2 separate regions of the Sus scrofa genome follow, and region 1 is linked to region 2. The links are chromatin contacts, called in public targeted proximity ligation maps. All regions are on one chromosome and are shown on one strand. The core of a region is the stretch at or near the end of the contact, and the rest is flanking DNA. Distances in the headings are between cores, read along the strand shown.

What was found.
Region 1: a targeted proximity ligation map of alveolar macrophages shows a contact between it and region 2. A contact is called at or near these places in 1 of 47 Hi-C or Micro-C datasets (heart right ventricle) and 1 of 2 datasets of targeted methods (alveolar macrophages).

The regions. Positions count from the first base shown.
Region 1 is chr5:89,068,489-89,075,197 of Sscrofa11.1, reverse strand. No RefSeq gene overlaps it. Among named protein-coding and RNA genes, the nearest start is that of PLXNC1, 16 kb to the right of the region's middle.
Region 2 is chr5:88,939,502-88,946,105 of Sscrofa11.1, reverse strand. PLXNC1 (plexin-C1) reads left to right here. Exons shown (of 31, transcript XM_021092759.1): 20 at 555-753; 21 at 5,363-5,509. Among named protein-coding and RNA genes, the nearest start is that of PLXNC1, 110 kb to the left of the region's middle.

The DNA.
Region 1 (6,709 bases), core at 1,383-3,882, 130 kb before region 2:
TTTGATTAGTTTCAAGCATGAGAGATTCTGTGAAAGAATTTTGAAAAGTCATCTGTGTATGTGTGGTGGGAGGGACCCAGAGGCTAGCGGTCAGGCCCCACGTGCAAACAGGCCTGGGGTTCAGTCCCCTGGCGGCATTTCCACATGGCTTCTCATGGCCAGCTCGCTCCATCACACCATGCTAAAAACGGGCAGAGAGTGGGTGGAGCTCAAAATACTTTAACTAGAGTGTAATTGTGTGGGCAGCTTCTACTTTAGCTAGGTAATTCTGGACAAATAGAAGCTCGCCTGCAAGCAGCTATATTTGTTTCCAAAATAGCTGGTGAGAGCCCCTAGGAATTTTGGACATTCATTTCAGTCTTATCTTTTTGAGACCTGCAGGCCACGGGATTAGAAAGCTCTAGACATGAATCAGGAGGCAGACGAGTTGTTTCTTCCTAACCTCAGAGCTAATCCTCAGGGTAAACCCTGTTCGGGGATTTTAGGGTGCTGTTGATTACCCCAAACTTTGAGGTTTCGGCATTACTTCCTGCCTCCTCAGGAAGCCTCAGAAAGGAAGCGTTTCTTAGTAAAAGGGTGATGGACCCTCAAATTCGATCCTTCCCTCCACTTTCACACCCCAGCTGCTGCCAGGGGAGCCTCCCCTTTCATCTTCACCCTTCTCTTTGTAAACTTGATCAAAATGAGGAAGTATATGGTGATGGAGGGCTGGTCGAAAATTCTCTGGAGGTGGGACTCACAAATCCTAGAGGCTCCTGAGAGAAGCTGTTAAGAGGACACGGTGTTAGATTACAATTTGGGGTGTGTGTGTGTATGTGTGTGTGTGTGTGTGCAGGGTCACTCTTCTAAGTGCTGGCTTGCTTTTGAGAGGCAAGTATCTTGTAGACCAAATGCATGCCATGCTGGCCGCAACCTCCAGCAGCCAGAACCCTGATACATTCATTTATTCCATTTGCACCCAAGGGGTACGCGGATACATTCATTCACTCACCGAGCGTCTAGTCTATGCTGAGCATTCTTCTAGGAGCTGAGGATAATGGGTGACGTAACCAATTCCAGCACTCAGGGAATGCACAGTCTCGTGGTGGAGACACCCATAGATGGGTCAAAAGAGAATGACGCGTGCAATTACACACCATATCCAATGCTCTAAAGGGAAAGAGGGGTGATATGAGGGAGGCTGCTCTAGTCTGTGAGTGAGAGAAGGCACGTCTGAGCAGAGGCCGTGACCTGGAAGTCTAAGGAGGCGTCTGCCACGGGATGAGTTGGCGACACTTGTTCCAGGCAGCAAGGACAGTAATACAGAGGCTGTGAACTGAAAACCTCTAGGGTAGGAGTTTCTGCCCTTCTCCCCCCCCCCCCGCCCCAGTTTTTCAGGTGTTTCTTCATCCTGGCTCCTTCGTAGTTTCTAGTAGCAACGCATGAGAGGCGCTGAGAACCATTCCTGGCTCGTGCAAGAACCAATACTTACTATACGCAGATGCTCCTCTCAGTGTGTTGTGTGCATTCACACGTGTAACCCACGTAACAGCCCATGGCGGAGATGCTGTCCATGTCTCCATGTTATAGAGGAGGAAGCTACACTGGGCAGTGGAATTACAGTCACTATTAATATTAAAATTGGTAATTTATTCAACAATGGCATACCAAGCATTGTCAGGTTCTTGGCAGGTGCACTTTGTCCATTTCTGACTTGTTCGCTGTCCATTTAGACCCTTTTTAAATTCCATTCCTCAAGTTATTGGTGGTGGAAGATCTTTTGACACTGCTGATCAGGTTTTACAGACACATCATTCACTCTCTCCTCCCTTTAATTACATTCAATTCAGTAAATGTTCATTGAGAAACTAATAATTGTCCAGCAAGACCCTCGAGGTGCCGAGACCAAATCCAGACATTCAAAATTCGAAAGAAAGAAATGCACCCAAATAGCTATACTAGGATAGGATTTATGCTCTGTTTATCTTGTAATTGCAATACCAATACAAATGAAGAAGTGACTCATTCGTGGCTGCTGACTGGGAAAAATATGAACTACATTCAAGTAGACAGCTACTCAGCAGATATGTTCTTTAGGCTACCTTTTTGTTTTTTAAATAATGTGTGTCATTGGTCAAAGCCTTTTCAATGTGACACTCTAACAACTCTGTATTTTGGAATTTGTTGTCCTCATAAATCTGATTCTTTTGAGAATGGATTTATTTATTTATATTTATTTATTTATTCATTTTTGGCCGTGCCCATGGCATGTGGAAGTTCCTGGGTCAGGGATTGAACCCATGCTGCAGCAGTGACCTGAGCCACAGCGGCAATAACATCGGTTCCTTAACCCACTGAGCCACTAAGGAACTCCCATTACCTGTTGTTTAGATATTGATTTACCATCAAACAGATTTTTACCTTTTTAAAAACAATTTATAGGCGTGGAAACTAATCTGTGAAGACATACCCTCTAAATGACACGGTAATTGTTGAAGGAGAATTGGTACCTCGCGTGCTTAGTTCTAAATAAGTAGAGAAGAAACTTCATTTTTGCAAAGATAAAATAGCGATCCACCCTTCCCAACAGTGTTAGGACACTTCCCTTTGCCCTCCTTCCTTCTTTTCTCGTTTAGGTAAGGACTTAAAATAAACAAGAAAGGGGAACTGGGCTCCAGCCCCTGGCCAACTGGTCTGGTCAGTTATGATCACAATTTTGTATTTGTTAAAAAAAAAGGAAAAGAAAAATTATAAGTTTCTCATTTGCATTTTAATGGGCACCAAATTCCCCTTTCAGAGGGCTGTGGCCTTGTCCCTTATCCATTTTCAAAGAGTGACTTCATGCAGTGAGCAATCTAACTGCTTCTCTAGGCTGAGAGCATGAATTTCTGCTTCCTGAACCATTGCCTATATCTGCGATGTCCACATCCGATGAGGCAAGAATACCGCAAGAGGCTGTAAAGCATCCAGCAGCTACTACATCAGCAGAAAATACAAGAGCAGTGTTAGTGAGCCACATTCCAAGGAAAGTCAATGGCAGTGCACTGAATAAAGATCTTTTCCAACGAGCGTCCTCAAAGGGTCCTTTCTCCTTGTTGTTGAATCTCTCTAAGAACCTCACTTTTTAAGGAGCAGAATAGAAACTGTAATTTCATTAGCTGACGAGGGAAATGCCATCCTAGACCTGTGTCCGTCAACAGCAGGCAAACACACGCTGACTCTGGTTCTCAACTTGGTCACCATGTGGCTGAGGGACCTCAGAACAGCAGCTTTTAACTGGGGGCCTGTGAACTTGGATGGTAAAACAAAATGATATCTTTATTTTCTCAAATTGAAATTTAGCATTTTCTTCTCTTATGAATGTGGGCAACGAATGAGAATAGTAACAGTAGCACCTGTGACTTTGTCAACAAGAGACATGGCAGATCTTTTCACATCCCTCGACAATTGTCGCTGATGCCTTGATTCATGCTTAGCCTTACTTCACATCACAATTAAACCTTAGCGGTGCTGCTCAGTCTTGTTATTTATAATGTTATTTAAAAACCACATGTGGGAAAAAAAAAAAAAAACACACATGTGGGAGTTCCCATTGTGGCTCAGCCATCGGTAATAAACCCAACTAGTATCCAGAAGGACCCAGGTCGGATCCCTGGCCTCACTCAGTGGGTTCTGGATCCGGCATTGCTGTGAGCTGTGGTGTAGGTCAAAGACACAGCTCACATCCCGCATTGCTGTGGCTGTGGTGTAGGTAGAGGTACCGCTCCGATTGGACCTCTAGCTTGGGAATTTCCATATACCATAAAAAAAAAGAAAAAGAAAAGGAAAAAAGAAAGAAAAAGAAAAAAAAATCGTATGTTTTACCATGTCATGATTTTATTATTTTGTAACTGTATTTCAACATAGTTGGCTTCCTTTGCAGTTGTATGTATTTTTCTTCAATTTTTTTAAAAAAGTTTTTCATTTGAAAATATTTGAAGAAGAGTCAACAGACTTTGCTAGCTTGTCACAGTCCATGTGCTTGCTCTCTACCCCCAATCCCCACACGAATGTTAAAATCCTTCAGGAGACTCTCAGTATTGCCCTCGTTGCCTTAGGTGATTTCAGCATTTTGTCCCATTGCAAAAACACAGCTTCCCTGCAGCGAGGGGCCTGTAAAAGGAAGCATTTAGTGCATTCCCCATGCCTTTGACTTGGTTTTAGTTACTTCTTTTCCAATAACACACCTTAACAAAAACCTCACGTGAGGTACAGTTGTGACACACGGCCTCATTTGATCTTCAAATCGCGGGTTAAAACTGTGCGAGCTTTCAGCTATTCAAGAGCTGACTATCTGAGCTGTGAATGAACAAGGTCTGCCTTTCTTCCTCGTTGCCTCTTTGGCTATTTACCGTGTGGTTCTTTTACTGTGGGTCACAGGTGCTCCGATAGATAGGCAGGGCACTGAGGGGAAATTACACTCAAATCTGGCCATTTTTCCACATCCCTAAGAAGGCGTGAATGGGCCTCGGGTGCGAGCATTGATGAAATTAAGATTTGGGATTACCTGTGGATTTTAATTACTGTGCCCTCCCTGGCCCAGTGTGCTCTATCTCCGCTGCCACCGCACTCCTGGAGCTCTAATGAGACACTTATCAGATGCTATTTTGTATTGTTAGTTATCTTTGCGGTGCATATGCGCTTTGGGTTCACGGATCCTGTGTTATCCTTCTCTTGGGCTGCCTCTGGTGCTTGGCAGACAATAGACCCGCCGTAAATAGGTGTGGCTGAGCTGAATAGCTGTTGACTGTGCATATTTAGTGGGCCTTCATGCTTGAAAATGCCGGTGCCAACATGATTATTTTCTACCTTGGATTTGTTAATGCAACATCTATTCCACGCATACTGCACACTTACAATGAGCCAGGCATCATGCTAGACATTAGAGTCTAAGATGAATATAACTATTGCCCCCAAGGAGTCTAGGGCCATAGGAACACCATGCAATGAAGTGTTATGAGAGCAAAGATAGGGGCAGGAGCCGGGTGTGTTGGTGAAACCAAACAATCATTTATTCATTCTCTGGTGAATAAACGTCAGAGAAGATGCTAGAGTGAGAACCCAAAGGATGAATACGACTTTAGCTTATAGGAACGGGGAGGTGGGGACTTCCAGGAATGGAGAACTGAAAAGCTTGCAGTGTTGAAGCAGCATTCTTTTTTTTTTTTTTTTTTTTTTGCGTTTTGCTTTTAGGGAGCATATGGAAGTTCCCCGGGCGAGGGGTCAAATCAGAGCTGCAGCTGCAGGTCTACACCACAGCCACAGCCACAGGGGATCCAAGCCATACCTGTGACCTACACTGCAGCTCACAGCAATGTCCGGGATCCTGAACCCACTGAGTGGGGCAAGGGATCGAACCCACATCCTCATGGATAGTAGTCAGGTTCCTAACCCACTGAACCAAATGGAGCGGCATTCATTACCTACCTGACACCCATCTCCTCCCCTTCCCTCCTTCTGTCCCGCTAATGGAACCTTAGCTTCGAATCCGGGATGACCTTGAGGAAGCTAAGCTCCTCCCCCAGACGCAGGCTCAGGAGCCAGTCAGGCGCCAATCATAGTCATTCCTTTCCTCTTTGCCAGCGGGTGGTCCAGAGTGGGAGCATAACCACATTCTAGTCAATGAGACTTAAGGAGAAGTCGGCTCAGGGCTTTGCATGTGGACGTAAAAAGATTGAGTCTTGCAAGGAGAAAACTAGCCTTCTTCTTGTCTAGAAAACTGTAATGATATTTGCGGCTGTGGCAGCTCTCTTGCGACAGCAGAAAGATAACAAGAGCCTGGGGGGCTCTTTGATAGTAACACTGAATGGCAACCATTCCTGGCAACTGGACTCCTTGTATGGGCCCAAAATTAGTGCCTATTTTTCCATGCTGCAAGGATTTAGATGTTCTTCCTTATAACTAAACACATAATAACTGATTTGTATAGCTTCTGTAAATTCTCTTTCACGGGTCTCCCCAGGGCATGCCAGCAAGACCATATGACTAATACCCCTGAGTTTTACCACTGACTATCCTTGGCTTCTTTCTCCTTCGACCCTCTTTAGTCACTTTGGGGGGACCCTAGGGGAACATCTTGGAGTGGCGCTTCCTCCCTGCTCCTCTGTATCTCCCCTGATGCTGACACCGTCTTCTCTGCAAAGCCGGGAAGAACGCCCTTCTCTCCAGCTCTGTGCTTCACTCTGTCACAGACCCTAAGGTGGTGTGAATGCCTTGAAGGTCCTAGGCCTTTGGTCAAAGTGTACCTTCCAGCTCATGCGCACCCCTGCTCTCTACAGGGGATTAGCTGAAGAATAGAAAGCATCCTGTTTTTATCTCCTTTTTGTTGTCTCTTTCCACAAAAGCTTAGCATCAACCTCCTCCTTTAGATGGAATAGAACAAAACAAATGCACATCAGGCATGTCAGCCAATGCCAACAGATGCCTCAGAGTTCAGGTTTACTGGCCCTGCACAATTACTCTCCAATTAGTTCAGCCCAGAGCAGAATTAGATATGCATGTGAAGGCATGGGAACAGAGTGTGGCAAAGACAGGCAGTCGGGGCCACAGAGATCAAGCTAAGAGGCACAAGCAGTAATTTCTAAGCCAGAACCTCCCCGAAAGTATGGTATATGGTACATTGAGATATTATCCTACCCCCTCAGCCCTTAGGTCCTGCTGGGAGAGCCAGGCAGCCAGAGCCCTTTGACTG
Region 2 (6,604 bases), core at 3,491-5,990:
TAGTTGAAACCGAAAGGTTAAAAAAAAGCCCCCTCCCCCGCAGGGCAGTGCCCTATTGCCTGGCTCCCCAGGCGTCCCTGGAAACTGCTATCGGGACCAAGCAAGCCACAGCTGATGGTTAACCAAGGCTCTGTGTTGTTTTAAGGGGCTTTTTTTTTTTTTTTTTTTTTTTATTATCTCTATATCATCTTTTTTTTTTTCTTTCGGTTTTACTGAGACATAATTGACCTACCACCCTGCCTGGGTTTAAGGTGTACAGCATGACACCTACAAATCTGATCTCTTTTTCTGAGTTGGAGACTTTTTTTTTCTTTTCAGATTCCACATATGAGTGAGATGAGACAGGGTTTGCCTTTCTCCACTTCCCTTAGCCTGACGCTCTCAAGGTCCATCCATGTCGTCGCAAACGGCAGGCTTCCCTTCTTGTTCCGGCTGAACACTCGTCCATTTCAGCTGTATATACACCGAGTCCTCTTTATCCATTCAGCGGCGGGTGGACACTTAGGCTGCCTCCATACCTTGGCTCTTGTCACCACGGCTCTGTTTTTAAACAGGTGTCTGTTTGCCTCCTTCTTGACCATCGCCCTGCAAACCAAGCTGGTCTATCTGACCAGCATCCTGGAGGTGCTGACCAGGGACCTGATGGAGCAGAGCAGTAACATGCAGCCCAAACTCATGCTAAGACGCACGGAGTCCGTGGTGGAAAAACTCCTCACAAACTGGATGTCTGTCTGCCTTTCTGGTTTTCTGCGGGTAAGTGTCGCATCCCGGCGGGGTCAGAGGGAAGACGATAGGCAGTTAGTTTTAGCAGATGCGGATGTCTTTGCCCGGATAAGTCCTGAGCCCTCCACGGTGGCAGCATCGAACCCCTTGGAGTCCTGGTCTTTGCCGGGAGTGCGTGGAAGGGAAAAGGAAATTCGCTTTTGCTGGAACTGGTCTATGCACGTGTAGTTCATTGAGAATTTCCTCGGGTAAGACTTTTCCCTTTAAAAATGTTATTGGAGCCAGAACCATTAATGTGAGACCGACCCTCGTAACAGATTTTGAAGTGTACCGAATAGGATTATCTATGGGCCCCGCGTTGTGCCATGGATTTCTAGAACGTGACTGACGTTTTCTATCCATTGACGTTGGCATCCACGCCACGTGGTTAGTTCACATGTGCTGAGGGAGGGCACGTGTCAAATACTGAGCAGCACACATCGTCCTCAGGGCCCCTGAAGCATCTTGAAAATAGCCATTTACCTGCCGGTGCGCGCGCCGTAAGCTAATTACACTCCATTCCGACCAGTATTAAAACGAGTCTCCCAAGAGCCGCCTGCCCCTCGAGTTCACTTCGTTCGAGTTACTGCATGAACGCGGTCCTGATCGAATCGAATCTTAAAATCTTTTCAAATGGGAGCTTTGCACACGTTCCCCTGATGAAGAGGGTGGGCCCTGCAGCCCACTGCTCGGTCTGCAGCCAGACTCCGCCACTGTCCAAAGGCCCGGCGCAGGTTGCTTGACCTGCCTGGCCTGGGTTTACAACCTGCAGAATGAGAAGGAGACGGTTTTAGGGCTCTTGGGAAGCACAGATGAGAAAATGTAGACGATTGCTCAGCACTGAGTCAGCACCCCCTAAATGGTGCCCGTTATTATTATACAATATTAATAGGAAAAGTGTGTTCTGTTCCACCAGCCTCCATTCAGCCCTCTGAGGCCCCTGGTGCAGGAGGTTCTTATCCTTCTTTAATTTTACCAGCCCTCCCGATTCCAGCAAAACTGCATAATTGTGTATTTGTAGCCGGTTCCAAAATCTAATTAAACTTTGAAGAAGATCCACTGCTATGCCACAGGTTTTAACAGTACTACTTAAGTGTAGATCCAAAAAGCAGCGCCTTAAATAGACTGCGCTTAGTTTAATGTTTAATGTAATCTTAGCAGTAGATGCACTATATATATATATATATTTTTTTTTTAACCAACCCTTTTCTCTCCCAAGGCAATACCCATTTATTAAGATTAATGAAATCTGCCTTCTTTTCTGTTTACTCGGTATAAATCATCACCCGCTTTGGGGAGATGTTGAGTGATTTTTTTCCTGGGGTGAATATTTTTTGCTTCCCCCCCACCCCCACCCCGCATCCTAGCTTCTGCCATAGCTGCTTCTAAAGGGAGGCAGCAGGACCCTCACCTCGCTCTGAGGTCTTGGTCTCAAAAGGCAGGCTCTTGCGCCACCGCCTTGCCATTGAATCGGAAGTTTGGGCCCCACTGTCCATGTTTGCAAGCTCCTACAGGGGATTCTGGCACCTGCCTCTGAGAACCTGGGGTAGCAGAAGGAGCCTTAGCCTAGGCGAAGGCGTCTGGGTGAGAAGCAGCAGGTTCAGGCTCTAAGCTCATGTCTGTCCCTCTTGCTGCGTGGCTCTGGACACAGATAGCCCCTTGCACCTGGGCATCCGTTTCTACCTCCCAGATGAGGGGCGTGGCCATTAATGTCCAACCCCTCCCCCGTTTGTTCTTCTGTGATTCTTACTCTGAGCCCTGAAGGGCTCATCAGAGCCTTGTCCTTGCTGCTCTTGGGCTTTAAAAAAGCCAGGTGTTCGAAAAATCTGGGCCCTGAACCCAAACCGCCCCCTTGAGCAGAGGATTCTGGGTCAAGGGGATGCTGATTCAAGAGTGTCTGAGGGGGGGTGGTGAGGGGGCAGCAGGCTCCCCAGGGAGGAAGTGGCAGGAAGCCAGTCAGCAATACTTTCATTTTTAGTGGAATGGTTCCCTCTGGTGCAGCGGCCTGCCTTCCCCCACCGAGTGCCCACGGACGGGGGTGGGCGGGGGGCAGGGGGGGGCTGATGGGCCTAGTCCTCCTTCCCTACCTGCTCCCCACCCCGACCCCCCCCCCCCCCCCACACACACACACACACACACGGGCTCCACGGGCTCTTTGACCTCCAGGTAAACTTCCCCCTCTGTGCCTCCAGGGCCCTGTTGGTAAAGTAATAATACTAACTGCCACCTACTGCCTTGCCAGCCACGTGCTAAGAACTTTGCTTCCTTTTGCTCATTGAACCCCATGAGGTAAATGCCTTTATGACCATTTTGCATGTTGGGGAATCGGGGGACACAGAACAAGCGAGATTTTCTCCAGAGCCCACAGCTCCTGTGACAACACCAGGGAGCCCGCAGCCACCTGTTTCCTGCTTCCCCAAGGAGGCAAGTACCTCCTTCCAGGCTTAGGGGCGCTAGGGGATCACATGGGATCAGGGGTGCAAAAGCCATGGGCTCAGCCATGGTCAGAGCGACCGACCTCGCTAAGGAAGGGCTGGGGAAGGGGTCCCTAACGCCCATCACCGGAGGGGAAGGGCAGGGTGGCTCTGCGACAGGCCAGCCCCCTGGGGAGCTGGGTGCACCCTGGTCTGATAAGATGCCTAAGCCCCCAGCAGGTGGGACTGACTTAGAAAGTGCAGCGGGTGGTGACAAAGAAACCCCTCTGCCCCATGGTTTCCTAAGCCAGCCTCACATCAGAGCCCCTGGGGAGGTGTTGAAACTCCAGAGGCCCAGGCCTCATCTCCAGAGGGTCCCCATCGAAAGTGGGACCCAGACCTCTGAATTTGTCATAAGAGCCCCAGGGGATTCTGGTGGCGACTATCCAGGCTTTGAACCCAAGCGTGGAGGCAGTGCCAGAGGAGATGGTACTTCCCTGACTCTAGCTGCCCTCTCCCGAGAATTCCCGACTACAGGGTCACAGAGGCTGGAGCTGAGGCACCAGGCAGCCCAGAAGAACCCCCCCCCCGGCCCCCCAACGCCGGCCTCTGCGGGTGTGCCCACCCCCACCTCTGATGTGGGCTGGAGGCAGAGAGAGGTGGAGGTTGGAGGTTTGCGGTCAGGACATTACCTACGGGGGTGGGGGTGGGGGGGACAGGAGAAAAGCGCTGTGCGGGTGCGAAGCACTAAATAAAGGAAGTTTCTCGTGCGAATTTAAAGGTCATGTTCTCGTCCCCGGGCTCTTCCCCACCTGGGAAATTTTCGAGCATTCCAGCCGCGTCCCACAGTGAGGAAGAGACTCCAGGATATGTCAGCAGGGGACGGGAAGTGATACAGGGGCCCAGGGGCGGGGAGGGTGGCAGAAGGAGCCAGAGGAAGCCCGGGCTTGGGCTGGGCTGGGCACCTGCAGTCACTGTAGAGGGTGGCACGGGGTAGGGGCTGGGAGCCCAGGAGACTTCCGAGACATTGTAGTTTACCCGTCCAGGGGAATCCTCCTTTCCAAGCCAGATGCATCGGCTGGAAAGCTCGATGCTGTAAACTGGTACGGCAGGCCCGGGTCACGTGATTGGCTTGGGCTCCTCGCTGAGGCAGTCTGACTTCCTGGTTCTGGCCCAGCTTTTCTCCCCCCATCTATTCAGTGGAATGTCCTTCGGCTCGCGGAGGGTTGACTGACTTCGCAAATGCTACCCTGTAGCCAACCCCGGCTGCAAGCCTGTGGCGGCTGCCGCAAAGCAGAACACCCAGGCCTCCCACTTGGGTTGCTCAGCATCCATTCAAGCACAGTGCCGACAAATCTGGGGCCTCTCCGGCACAGCAGGGCTGGCCACCCCTGGCCCAGGAAAAAGTGCATGTGGCGGAAGTGTGGAAAGCGGTCATCAGGATGGGCCGAATGTTTGGGAAGATCCTTAGAGCAGTGGGTTGGCTCTGGCCCAGGGGAAGGGGGTGGAGTCCATCAGTGGCCTGTACCCGCAAAGACGGCGGGGAGGGGGCATCTGGGGAGGCCCCAGGGCTGGCCTTCCCGGGGTGGGCGGGCGGGTGAGGAGGCTGCAAACTGTGTCACGGAAGGGAAGGCCACTTCCTTAGTGAGAAGCTGTTAACACCAAAAAGCTTCCTCGTAGGTAAATGTTGGAAACGTTTTTAAGTTTCCTCTGGTTACCAAGGCGAATCATTGTGCATTTTTTAAAATGCCATTTATTTTCAGGGTGCTTTTTAAGCATTGGGGGCAGTTAAATAGGCATAAAAACAAAGGGTAGACCTCCTCTAAGTGTGTTCTTAGGCACTAGCCAGCTGATGGGAGTTAGGCTGCCATGCAGAAGCTTAAGCATAAAAAATGATCAGGTACTCTGTAGATGCCATGAGAGAGAGTGTGTGTGTGTGTGTGGGTGGGTGGGTGGGTGGGTGTGTGTGTGAACATGCATGTGTGATGGGGAGAGGAGGCGGTTTCCTGAGTTTTGCTCCCAGTCCTAAGTGGCGCAATATGTATTTTCTTGGGAGTTTCATGTTGATTGTTAGAAAACACTGCCTCCTGTCTCCTGTCGTGGTGCCATAAACCGAAACTTCAATTCTTGGGAAAGTACACTGGATTCTGCTGAAAGCTAACTGTCACTTTTGCGTCTTTTCCAAGGAGACTGTTGGAGAGCCATTCTATTTGCTGGTGACGACTCTGAATCAGAAAATAAACAAGGGTCCCGTTGATGTCATCACTTGCAAAGCCCTGTACACCCTTAATGAGGACTGGCTGCTGTGGCAGGTTCCGGAATTCAGTACTGTGGTACGTTTGCAATGAAGCTGATGGGGGGTCGGGGGGGGGGGGCGTCACTTCAAATGAAACGATATCAGTCCTACTGCAGGAGGCCTCGTACGTTTAGTTAATTAAAAATGGTCGCCGATAAAATATTAACACATGTTCACGTAATAGATTTGAATGACTCAGATTGGGAGGGGGAAGTATTGTAACGGTGCCTGGGGTACTCGTCAATTTCCAAAGATTTTAATATCAGGATGGCTTAGAGCTTTCAGCCTCGTCAAAGGAGATGCAAAGTACTCCCTATTCAGCACTTATAATTGCAATCAGAATTTCTCAACCGGCTCTGCTCTGGAAGACAATGTGTGAAGATATATTTCAACCAAACGGAGGCCGTCTTATTTTAGAAAGCTAACACAAGACAAATTCCACTGTGTTCCCCCTGCGCCATGACGCCCTTCCTGTATTTCCATGGATGAGTTACAAATGTTTGGTGTCATGCACTTCATGTTCTGTGATCTCATAGATATATTTAGAGGAAGGCTCTAAATCACGACAAGGAGATGAGCGCCGGGCTGCTGGAGGGTTTCACCCATGTAAGAACTTCCTTTTGGTCCTTCCCCACTTCACCCACCCACCCTCTTCCCTTGCTAAAGGAAAAGAGAACAATTTTTTGCACATTCAGGAGTTTTTAGAGAGAACCAGCCATGGCAAGCATCTCTAAAATCACTTCGGAATTTTCTGTGTGTTGTTTTTTTTGTTTGTTTTTGGGTTGTTGTTTTTTTTTCTGTTAATAGAGACTCAGAAAAGAGATTGCTGTGTTTTGCTTTGATCTTTAGCTTTATGGAGATTCTGGGTTTCTTTCACAATCTCATTAGTGGAGGAGGAGGAAAGAATTCCAGTGGGGTTTTGCTCTTGCTCCGTAAGGGAGCTGAGTCTCCTGTGGCTTTGCCCTGGATGGCGGGCAAGCCCTGCAGTGTCATCCTGGAAAAATTCACCCCCTAATTGGAGAAGGCACCGCACCACGTTGCTGTAGACTGTGTTATGGTTGCATCCTCTGGCGAGAGAATAGTCCCTAGATCAGCAGTTTCAAGTTCCCAGGCGTTGGCAGATGCTGCTCAC